2 separate regions of the Mus musculus genome follow, and region 1 is linked to region 2. Evidence: chromatin contacts called from public promoter capture Hi-C data. All regions are on one chromosome and are shown on one strand. The core of a region is the stretch at or near the end of the contact, and the rest is flanking DNA. Distances in the headings are between cores, read along the strand shown. Region 1 holds the start of Heatr5b (HEAT repeat containing 5B). Region 2 holds the start of Fez2 (fasciculation and elongation protein zeta 2 (zygin II)).

Region 1 (5,915 bases), core at 252-2,751, 420 kb before region 2:
CCACTTTCCAGCAGGGAAAACTGAGGCTCAATGTGGCTAAATAATTGGTTCACAACCACAAAGAATACAAGTCTTGGTGATCTTGTTCCTGAAACGGAACGAGGTTGTAATTGCTGAGATGGGTGTTGAATCCAGGGCCTCATACAAGCAAGGAATGTGCTTTATAACTGAGCTAAATCTCTAATTCAAACTAGATTATTTTTAAGGGAAGCATTTAACTCCACAGACATGGTGGCCCTCTGGTGTGATTTCAGCACCCAGCAGTTCGAGGACAGTATGATCTACCTGTGTAAAAATACACACACACACACTTACAAAAGTACAAGGGATTACATGTTACTTTTAAAGCTCTGCCTTTTATAGTTATTCCATCTTTTACATATAATTTTCACATAAAATCACACTGAAACTTCACAGCTGGGGGCACTGTAGATTCATTAAATGATACGGTTTGAGGAAGTTAATTACCAATAGTGAGGACATTATGTTAGGAAGTGGAATAAGGGGGCTGGAGAGATGGCTCAGAGGTTAAAAGAACTGTCTGCTCTTCTAGAGGTCCTGAGTTCAATTACATGGTGGCTTTATAACTATTTATAATGAAATCTGGTGCCCTCTTTGGGCCTGTAGGCATACATGCAGGCAGAACGCTATATAATAAATAAATCTTAAAAAAAAAAAAAAGGAAGGAAGAAGGAAAGAAAGAAAAAGAGAGAGAGAGAAAAGAATAAGGAATTGGGTCTTAAAATGTGAAGGTTCCCCTCCTATGAGGACAACATACACTAGCATTATCCACTTCCTTCAAATATAAGAATAAACTCCACAAGTCGATAGATAACCCAGGTAGGGATGCTGGTGGCCTGACCCCTCACTTAAGAGTCACAACAGCGAAGTGGTCAGGATTCTGGGTCTGAGGGGGTAAATCACGCAGCATCTGTTGATGGTTGGAGGTGGTGTGTGTCAAAGAGCCAGAGCAAGTTTAGGTGAAGCGCTTTGCCTGTTCCGAAATAATGGAGCAACCACTTTCTCAACAGGACGATTATAGGTGCTGCTAGCGTATTTCAGTATTGAGCACCGAGTTTGAAGCAGAGCTACAGAACACACAGAGCTGGGCTAACTCTCCTGTGGGTGCCTCGGGCATCGCAGGCTCTTTCTTCCCTCCCGCTCTCCTCCCTCCTGCACCCTCCCACCAAAACGACCACTTACGGATGGGGCGTAGCTGACGCTGTGATAGGCAGTCACAGCCAACTTGCACCGACCTCTGTCATTCTCCTGAGCGCCCGCACACCCTGAAGCCGGAGCTTTACTGCCCGGAACCAGCTCCGCGGAGGTCGCGCTGCGCATGCGCCGTGCAATTGGCGCAGGACCCACAAACATCCCACTCGTCCCCGACAGCCGATTCGCTTCGAAACTTGGGGTGGGCGGGGCTAAGAGGACGTGGGGGCGGGCCGGTCCGCAGGACCTGTGTCTCGCGCATGCGTCGTCTCCCGGCTTCCTGAGGGCCGGAGTTTGGGAGGCGGGGCATCCGGGTCCCTCGGCAGAGCGGAGCTTGGCTGCTCGGCTCGGACTAGACCAGGAGGTGAGGCGGTCTCGCGCGCTGTCAGAGCCTGCAGGCTGTGACATCCCTGGGTCCCAGGACATTTTCCGAGGGCTGAGGAGGGAATTCGAGTTTTGAGGCCGGGGATCCTCAGCCTCGGGGTTGACAGCTCGAGGACTCCTACGACGGGAGGCTGACATCCCAGGGCGGCCCGGGGACCCCGGTTTGCGTTTCCAGCAGACTCTCAGTTGTCGGGGTCTTCGGAGCGGCCCGGTGCATCCAGACCCGGAGCACTGCATTCCCGGGGCGAGGGGTTGTCCCGGGCGCCCCTGCCGCAGTGTCCCCGTGGGGCCCGCCTCCGCCGATCAGAACCCTACGGTCACTCTTCTGGGTCCCGGTGGCGAGGGACGGGTGGCGGAGAAAGCTCCCCAGACGCCTGAGCTCGGTGCTTCGGGGTTCTCAGGGTAGAATGAGTTAATAGCCTGTGTTCTAACAGGGAAACAACCGCCCCGGAATAGTGCCTTTTTTGCAGTATTTACATTTTCCTTTCATTCCATTCTTATCGCCAGTTTTTTCTTTCTTTCTTTCTTTCTTTCTTTCTTTCTTTCTTTCTTTCTTTCTTTCTTTCTTTCTTTCTTTCTTTCTTTCTTTCTTTCTTTCTTTCTTTCTTTCTTTCTTTTAAATCATTGTCCTTTCAAAGTTAGTTCTCTAATGAGAAATGAAACCACGCTTTCTTTCCCTAGCTTAGTGGTTGCATTTATGAAACTTGACATTTAATATTTAAGAAATCCTTACATGTAAGGGCTGGAGAAAGGAATCCGTGATTAAGAATACTTGTTGCTTTTGACAAGGACCTGGGTTTGATTTCCAGCGCCCACAAGATGACTCACAACCATCTGTAACTCCAGTTCTAGGGGGAGCCAACACCCTGTATATATATATATGTGTGTGTGTGTGTGTGTGTGTGTGTGTGTGTGTGTGTGTGTATGTATGTATGTATGTATGTGTATACATACATTTGGGCAAAACACTCCTACACATAAATTAAAAATTCCTTAGAATATATTTTACTCTTTTTTTAAAAAACGAATCTGTTCATTTAAGGTGTGAATTAAGAACATCAATAATGGAGCTAGCTCACAGTTTATTGCTAAATGAGGAAGCTTTGGCTCAGATCACGGAGGCAAAGAGACCCGTGTTCATCTTTGAATGGTTGAGATTTCTTGATAAAGTCCTAGTTGCTGCCAACAAGGTAAGCATTGCCCACCTCACCATAGGTTGATATAAAGAAAATTGAAGGCATTGTGTTTTGAAAATGTTATGAGTCTTTCATCTAAGGAATTGGAGGATGTTATACTATGGGAATTTCTACCTTATCCTTCTCTTAGTCAGCAATAAAACCCAAACCTTGTCTACGTCCTGCTTGTTGCATGCTTCATATCTGTCTAGGCAGCGCAGTGTGACTGGATTAAAACATCACTTATAATCATCAGTGCCTGAAAGGTCTCTGTGATAAGAGATTTTTTTTCTTTGCCTTTTACTTCCTACACAGCCTCTTTAATCCAAGCTTGTTTTGTACATGTTTTCTTTATTTTGTTAGTAGTAGATGCTTTCCTCAAGTGAGAAGATGTAAGAGTGAATCCTAAAAGGTTTTCTGGAAACGGTGAATTTTACAAACTGAATGTCACAATGAGCTAGTCCTGACCTTCATCCTAGTATGCTTCTCTAGGCCAATTGTTCCCTAGAAGATGTCTTCTTACTCTGTTGTCTGAGGTGAATGTGGGGAATTGTGTGGGAATCAGGATAGGGAGCCTCAAGACTTTTACATTCATTATGTAAACATTCACTTAATTCCTATTTCAGTACAGTGACCTCAGCCCACAGTTGTGCCTGATCCTTCTTGTTCAAAGATGTCCTGTCTCTCCCCCCCCCCCCCAGAAAGCAAGCCTTTAGCTTTCTTCTAGAATGAAGGAAAGGAGGGTAGAAGATTTTGTTCGTTTCTTGGCTTTGATTTTACTTTGATCGTTTTATTAGTTATTCCTGGCTGGCCTGCCGCTCACTGTGTATCCCAGACTGGCTTCAAACATCCAGCCGTCCTGCATTAGCTGCCTGAGTGCCGAAATGCTGGGCATGACAGGTGTACTCCAGTCTAGCCTCGGGCAGTCAACTAGGAAGTCCTTCTGTTTCTAGGTGCAGATTGATTCTTGACTGAAAGACTGGGAATCCATTTTAGGTTTCCCCCTTGGCTTTCAGGTTTCGTCCAGGTTCTTTTCCTGTTGTTGTGGCCGTTGTACACTCGTGCTATGTGCTGTTGTTGCTGCTGCCTGTTAAAATCATGTTAATTGCTAGAAAGACAGTAATAGAAAGACACGGATACCCTGGTAACCTTTAACTAGATTTTTTTTTGTCTCTTAAATCTTCTGTAATTAGGCATTTGTTATTTCCCTTCCAAAGGAAAGTTCACAGTCATTCCCAGCTATGTGATGAATTCAAGGCTAGTGTGAGATCCATTCATATCCTCTCTCCCTCTCTCTCTCTCTCTCCCCCTTTCCTCTTCTCCCTCTTTCTCCCTCCACCCTCCTTTCCTTTCCACACATATGCAAACATCTCTGAGTTAATGCATTTAAACCAATTTATTGATTTCAAATCTATCCTTTGCCAACCCCCTAAAGTCATTCCCTTCCCTTATATCATGTTGATTAGCAACTGTCAAGAGAGTTACCCACAAGCATATCTAGAATTCATTTACTTCCCATCATCTGCCTCTTCAGTGTCTCTCATCTGGGTTATTGTAATAGTTTTCTAATTGCTCACCATAGCATATATATATATATACATATATATATATATGTATGTGTATGTATATATGTACATATATAGCATCCATAGTTTGAATGGTCAAAATGAATTGGGCAGAATATTTAGAATACAACCCTTCTCTGCTTGTCACTCGGCATACATTTCATGTTCTTCAGTGTATCTGTACCATCGTCTGTTTTCTTATGACTTCATCTTTGACTATTTCTCTCTTACTCCATCCAGCTCACCTAACCTCGCTGTCCTCAGATGTGTGACTCTTACTTCATCTGCAAAGCCTTTGCACATCTTGTTCCGGCTCCTGGGATGTTCTTTTAGCTACCATTTCACCTTAGAGAGAGATGTTTTCTCATACCGCTCACGTACTTATATTCTGCCCCCCACCCAGAATGTAAATGTCATGAGGATAAGGACTTTGTCTGTTTTGTGCACTGTTGATCCCAAAGCCTTAGGTACATGGCATGTAGGAACTGCATGGTATTTCTTAAGTAAATGGGTGATATTGACTAGATATTGACTATGCATAAATCTTGGAATTATGTTCTGTTGCTTATATCTCTTCAAATTTTCTCTGGTTTCTTTTGCTAACCCATAACTCTATGGACAAGTGCATCTGCTTTGATAGGGGAAATCTTAGAAATCAGTCATCTATATGTCTACTATGTGATTTAACTTACTAGGGTGGTCTGGAAACTTTAGGCTCATACACTTATCACTTTAGTTATAATCTAACTTAGACATGGAAGGGAATGAGGATTGAATATAGGAAAGACTGGATCATTTCTTACTGAGGTTTTCATTTTTGTAAAAGTTTTCTTTTGTGAGTTACGCTTAATGAATACAGATTTTAATTGTTAGAGCACTATATGTATTATTTATTATTTTACTAGAAAACAATAAGGGTAACAAAGGAAAAATTATGGTCTTTTTCTTTTCTAATAACAGACAGATGTAAAAGAAAAACAGAAAAAACTTGTTGAACAATTAACTGGATTAATAAGCAGCTCACCTGGACCACCTACTCGAAAATTGTTAGCTAAAAACCTTGCAGCCCTTTATAGCATTGGGGATACTTACACAGTTTTTCAAACACTAGATAAATGTAATGACATTATCAGAAGTAAGGACGACACTGCAGCCTACTTACCAACAAAATTGTAAGTACACTTTTACAGGAACCCTGGCATTCTCTTTAGTTTTTTTTTTTTCCAGTAGTTTAGGGACTCCATATCATAAAGACCCCACCCATGTGGTGGAACCTGAACTATAGTACTGACAGGAAGTTCTAACTCAGTCTCAGGAGGGGGTTGAACTTCCTCATGCCTTTCACCACTAGTCTAAGGACACAGCTGGGAGACTGGTATGGTGTGAGCTGTGGTGTAAGGAGCATTTCAATCAATTCGGATGGAAATCTTGTCCTTGCCTCAGAGGGAAAGAGAAGAGTTATTGAGGGAAGGGGGCAGGAATGCGCAAAGTCCAGTCCACTTTAACTATTCAGCCAGCTAAAGAGGTGAGGTGATTGCGGAGTCCAGACCTGCCTGCGCGTTGAGCTGCTTTCACACTA
Region 2 (5,594 bases), core at 2,015-4,514:
CGCACCAATGCCAATGGTCTATGTTATTAATGGTGCATCACTGTGCAGTGAAGTTAATTTATATCACGGTAGTGTGAAATATGGATTCACTTCAGAGGTAAAATAAGAGTTAACAAATTTTAAGGTCGGATGACGAACCGCCACCAATGTTACATTGTAGATGTCATTCAGAGAACAGCATTTGATAACACAGGACATACTCAGATATGTCCTCAGAGTAGCCACCTTCCTAGCTGTTCTGGTATCTTGTGGAGGATGAAGCTATAGCCAGTCATCCCGGCTCCTTATGGTGGCCGTCTGCTATGGCTCAGGTTTAATGAAACCTCCACTCAATCATTAAAATGCAAAGTGTAGCTGTTCACCAAAGACTCCCCCTGACAAATTTGAATAACCAGAATGAAATGTTGTTTATTAACAGATTTTGGATCGTGTGTAGTCCACAGTCCAACATACAATACTTAACACATACTTATGGGGTAAAATGTAACTTGATAAATGCTTACAATTTGTGATAATCAAATCAGGGTAATTATCATTTCCAACCCCTTAAAAATAATGGTTTCTTTGTGTGTGGTCTGCTCAAAAGTCTTTTTAAAACAGGAAATCAAATCAAAAGAAGTCACCTTTTCCTTTTTGACAAGCAAACACATTTTTTTTCTCCTTAAATTCATGGGTCAATATAGATTTCTGTTCTTTCTGTTTTTATTTTTCTTCTCTGTTGGTTGTTGTTGTTGATTTGTGTGTCTCTGTCTTTTCATACTTACTAAATAAACTTCAGTGTATTTCTCCTCCACACCCACTGGTGTCCCCTCTGATGCCCTGTCTCCAGACCTCCCCTTTGTTCAACTAACTCAAGTATTTCGTAACTACTAAAAGAACCTCTTTCTGAGTTTTTCACTAGAAAATTTCCTTTATAGACCTTATCTGTTGCTTAATGAGCTTTTAGCATTTGCCAAGCATGATACTTTGACAAGTAGACTACACACACACACACACACACACACACACACACACATATATGTTCCCCGGTTCCATTGCTCCTCTGTTTTCCATCAGAAGGGAGCAGGCTTCCCAGGGATATCAACTGAAGATGCAAGAAGAGGCACAAACCTTCACATCAAGGCTGGATGAGGCATCCTAGTAGGAGGACAAGCATCTTAAGAGGAGGTAAAGGAGTCAGAGACACCACACCCCATTCCCACTGATGGGAGTCCTCCAAGAACCCCAGGCTACACAAGCACAGCCCATAAGCATGACCTAGCCCATAAGCATGACCTAACCTATAAGCATGACCTAGCCCATAAGCATGACCTAACCCATAAGCATGACCTAGCCCATAAGCATGACCTAGCACAGCTGCACACAGGCTCCATGCTTCAGGCTCGGTGAACACTCAGTATTTTCTTTCTTCGGTTCTGTATTTTCAGATTAATTATATGTTTAGGTGATTTACATGTTACATGATATACTTTTCCATTTTTTGATATGTAGGAATTTGACTGCACTGCACTGTACGGCTGAGATGTTGCCATTGTCAGCATTTGTGTGACACATTATTTAACGCATCCTAAAGCTGGTTTTCCATCTTCTCTAGTTTTGAATATAAGTGCTTGAAATTGTTTTTCTCAGATAACTTTTCTTTCTTTCAAAATTTAGTTTAAGTTAAAACTTTACAAAAATCTTTTCCCTCTCAGCTCCCCCGGCCCCTAAATTCATGGCCTAATTTTCTTTAACTACCACTGGCACATGTACAAACTAACCTTTCTTAATCTATCAAGTGAGGAAACTCCTTCACACATGATCATTTTCATAAAGGTCTCTAGGAGCTGGTAGGAAGTAAAATAGGTATAAAGTAGATAAGTTTGAGTGAAGCCAACGTACAAAATTAGGCTCTATGGAGTGATAAAGGAGGCCGGCTTCCTCCTCAGGGGGCCCCTGGTGATGGACTGTGTAAACCCGAAGCTGGTGCTTTGGTTCAAGCTAGAAGTTAGCTGAAGGGAGCAGCCTGTCAGGAAGGAGAAGAAGTGCTGACAGGACATACTGAGTGAAGGGGCGAGGGAACAGAAACTTGAAACTGGGTAGTTTCTAAGAAAGGCTGAGTCAAAGAGTCTAGAGAAAGGCTGGGTGGAAGAGCATGGTACCACAACATGGCAGAAATGGGTCTCCTGTTGAATGTCTTCTTACATTCTACCACTTAACACTTCCTTTTACCCAAGGAGGGGCAGGTATTGTTTGCAAGGAAATTCATTGGGCATTTTGTATTTAATTATATATAAAACGAGCTCACTGGATTGAGTTGCCCAATAAATTTTTATACAATTCCTGAGTAGACACTATATATGTATATATATATATATATACATATATATTCCCTTTTAAAATGTACTTTTCTCTCATACAATCCCTTTGACTGCAGTTCCCCCTCCCTCAACTCCTCCCAGTTACCCCCTTCCCCCTCTTCCCCAGCTGCATTGCTCCTCTGTTTTATAACATTTTATAATATATTATTGAAAGATGTTTCACCCACCTGAATGACACATTTGAAGGAATAATGATTCTGTCTATTATTGGGCATTTACTGCATCTGCCTACTTTCCTTGATTTTTGTTGTAGTTAAATGCATGTGATAAAACTATAATCCTAGCCATCTTCAGGGTACAGTGTATATGGCATACAACAATCACTGCTCTTTACCTTCATGGATAATTTTATTTTGCAAATAAACAAACAAATAAGAAGCTAGGTCTATGAAAAGAAAGCTTTCCATACCTCAGCCATGCTTTTACAAGATTTAATTTTCATTAAATTTTAAAGGTCGGGCTACAGTAATGAAGAAGTGACCATGCATAGCAAGCAGGTGAGTATTTATTGTTGAGGCATTTTCTAAGTACTTTGAGCATATTCACTCACATAATTATTAGCAAGCATGCGTTTTGCACATGGGAGAGATGTATTTGTGGAATGGATTTTGGTACCAAGCAAACATTTCCCAGTAAATCTTGTCAATCTAGATGGAGTGTTAGAAATGTTCCTATGGGGCAAAAATCTGACAGTAAGTAGGTTTAAAGAAGTCTTCCTTTTAGCCACTTTTAGACAGGGACACTGAGGGAAGTTGTTTCTAAATGCTCAAGAACATCGGAAGTGACTCAACTCGGTTAAGGTCTTCCAGAAGACTCAGGAAGGGAAGACTTTAAAGTCAGCTTGGGTCTCCGCTCAACCAAGAGCTGGAGGACAAGGGGCGTGGCCTCAAGTGGGCGGGCACCGTTGGGGCGTGGCCTGGAAGCGACAGGGCGTGGCTGTCTGACCGGGGCGGGGCGCCGGCAGCGGGCGCGATGGCGGCTGACGGGGACTGGCAGGATTTCTATGAGTTCCAGGAGCCGGCCGGGAGTGTCCAGGAACAGGAGAACTGTAACGCGAGCCCGGAGGCTGGCGCGGGGGCACACGCGGGCGGCGACAGCTTCCCGGCGCTGGCTTCCAGCCTGGAGGAGAAGCTGAGCCTGTGCTTCCGCCCCACGTCGGAGGCCGAGCCCCCACGGGCGGCCGTGCGGCCCATCACGGAGTGCAGCCTCCTGCAAGGGGACGAGTGAGTGCGGGCCCCGGAGCGGGCGGGCGGGCGGGAGCGGCCCCAACCTCGCCCTGCCCCCGCCGCAGCCGGGAGTCCCCACAGGCCCCGCCCCGCGCCCTCCTTCTTCCTCGGTCGCTCTGAGCCCCGCCCCGGGGCTGCCGGCCTGGCCCTGGAGTTTAAATGCCCGCTGTTGCCCTGCCTTCCTTCCCCTTGAACCCTCCTGCAGACCCCTGTGTGCTTCCTTGTGGAGACCCTGCCTCCTGGGGCACGTGTGGCTCAGTTCATTCATTCAACTCGCTTTTCTTAAAGCCCCTGTCATGGGGCCTGGCACTGGGGATGCCGAAGTGGGCATTGCTCCTCTCAAGTAGGACACAAAGTGGGATGGGACATAGGTTGGTTAAGCACATGTTTTCCGAGTGTAATGAGTACTTTGATAGGTATTTGTACCGGATACGGGAGATTTCAAAGGGGATGTCCGAATGAAGACTTTATAGCCGCTAACTGAATCCTTGATGGAGATCTGGGAGTTAGGCAGAGTGCAGAGGTGTGAGTTACCATTGAAGTTATAGAAGTCTCTTGGGCCCACAAGAACAAACTGTCACAGAGGCAAAAAGTAAATGGTAGCCCTTACTAATGATATCTAATAGTGTATCCAGAAGACCAGTGCACAGCAGCAATGGCTCCCGTTTTCTCTGTGATTAGCTTCAGTGTGATGACATTCACAGGGGTTGATGAAAGCGCTTTATTCAGACACTTTTAAACCCAATTATTGTTTGTTTACACGAGAGTTGTAATTATGTACCGCATCTTTTCGTGAAAATCTAGCCAAAAGAATGGTGCGAGCCAGTGAGCTCGAGTGTTTTGTTTGCAGGGTGAGTGGAGACCCTAAGAGTACTGGCCCTCTTGGAAGGTGATGGGTAGGACCCGTTTCCAGAACATTGGGAACACAATGGTGGCCGGAGACACTACATGTTAGTGAGGAGAATTGAAACAACAGCATTTTTTATTACATCTTAATAATTTTGTGTGAGTACTTGTGTGATTGTGGACGGGTAAAGCAAGCCTGTCAGACGCATCCTTGGAGTCAGACCACTTGTACAGTCAGCTTCTCTCTCTCTCTCTCTCTCTCTCTCTCTCTCTTTTTTTTTTTTTTTTTTTTTTACAGATCCCAGGTCTCCGGGGTCATTGGTCTTGCTTGATGCCCGGTATCTTTAGGCACCAAAACCATGGGAGGAATTCTTGAACTATGATAAGATTCATGGCATTAAAGAGTTTTAATTTCTCAAGGAATTAGGAAATTTACCAAGAGAGAGCAGAGAGAGAGGACCTATGCTAACATGGGTGACTAGCCATGTTCTCCTCAAGGGCAGTGGAGGTATAAGTGTATGGTGGGAGTTTAAATGCAGAGATAAGCATGCGGTGCACAGCAAAAGGTGACTTTTGTAGATTTTCCCCAAAGAGCAGATGGCTTCCTCTATGTAGATTTATAGACTTGAATTATTGAGACTTACTGCACATTCAGGATTTTTAAATTTATATTTATGAGTACTTTACTTAAAACAGATGAGTGAGTGTAGCTTGTACCAGGATTCTTAGAGAAGACCTATTTTGGGTTCAGCTGGACTTTCTGGAAAGTTTATTTTAGCCTGTGCTTCAGAGTTAGGTGGCTGTAAAATCTAAACTATTTTGTTGCTTTTCCTGTTTTGTGTCTTGCAGCCCATGCTGGCCTTGAACTTGCTTTGCAGTTCAGGCTGACCTTGAACTCCTGGTCTTCCTGCTGCCCTTCTTGTGCTAAAATTATATGCATAAGCTGCTAAGCCTGGTTTTATTTTATTACCCTTTTCCCTCCATTTGGAGTCTCATGTAGCTCAGGCTAGCCTCAAACTCATTTTGTAGTGAGGATGACCTTGAACCTCCATCTTTCTGCCTTGGTCTCTTGCGTGGTGAGATTAAAGGTGTACACTAACACACCCAGTTTTCTGTGGTGTTGGGACTTAACCCCAGGGCACATGCATGCTAGGCAAGTATT

Evidence for each region. Promoter capture Hi-C pulls out the DNA fragments that hold promoters and counts their contacts.
Region 1: a promoter capture Hi-C map of pre-B cells shows a contact between it and region 2, with 5 times the contacts expected there. The contact joins the promoter of Heatr5b here to the promoter of Fez2 in region 2. A contact is called at or near these places in 3 of 39 promoter capture datasets (erythroid cells, liver and pre-B cells), 2 of 484 Hi-C or Micro-C datasets (CD4 T cells and regulatory T cells) and 2 of 115 datasets of contacts at active chromatin or transcription factors (embryonic stem cells and pancreatic cancer cells).

What each region holds. Positions count from the first base shown.
Region 1 is chr17:78,830,967-78,836,881 of GRCm38.p6, reverse strand. Heatr5b (HEAT repeat containing 5B) reads left to right here and starts at 1,501. Exons shown (of 36, transcript NM_001081179.1): 1 at 1,501-1,576; 2 at 2,639-2,786; 3 at 5,297-5,508. The coding sequence starts at 2,661. It overlaps Gpatch11 (G patch domain containing 11), which reads right to left and starts at 1,366. Exons shown (of 10, transcript NM_181649.6): 1 at 1,204-1,366; 2 at 1-88.
Region 2 is chr17:78,415,822-78,421,415 of GRCm38.p6, reverse strand. It overlaps Fez2 (fasciculation and elongation protein zeta 2 (zygin II)), which reads left to right and starts at 3,264. Exons shown (of 8, transcript NM_199448.3): 1 at 3,264-3,583. The coding sequence starts at 3,333.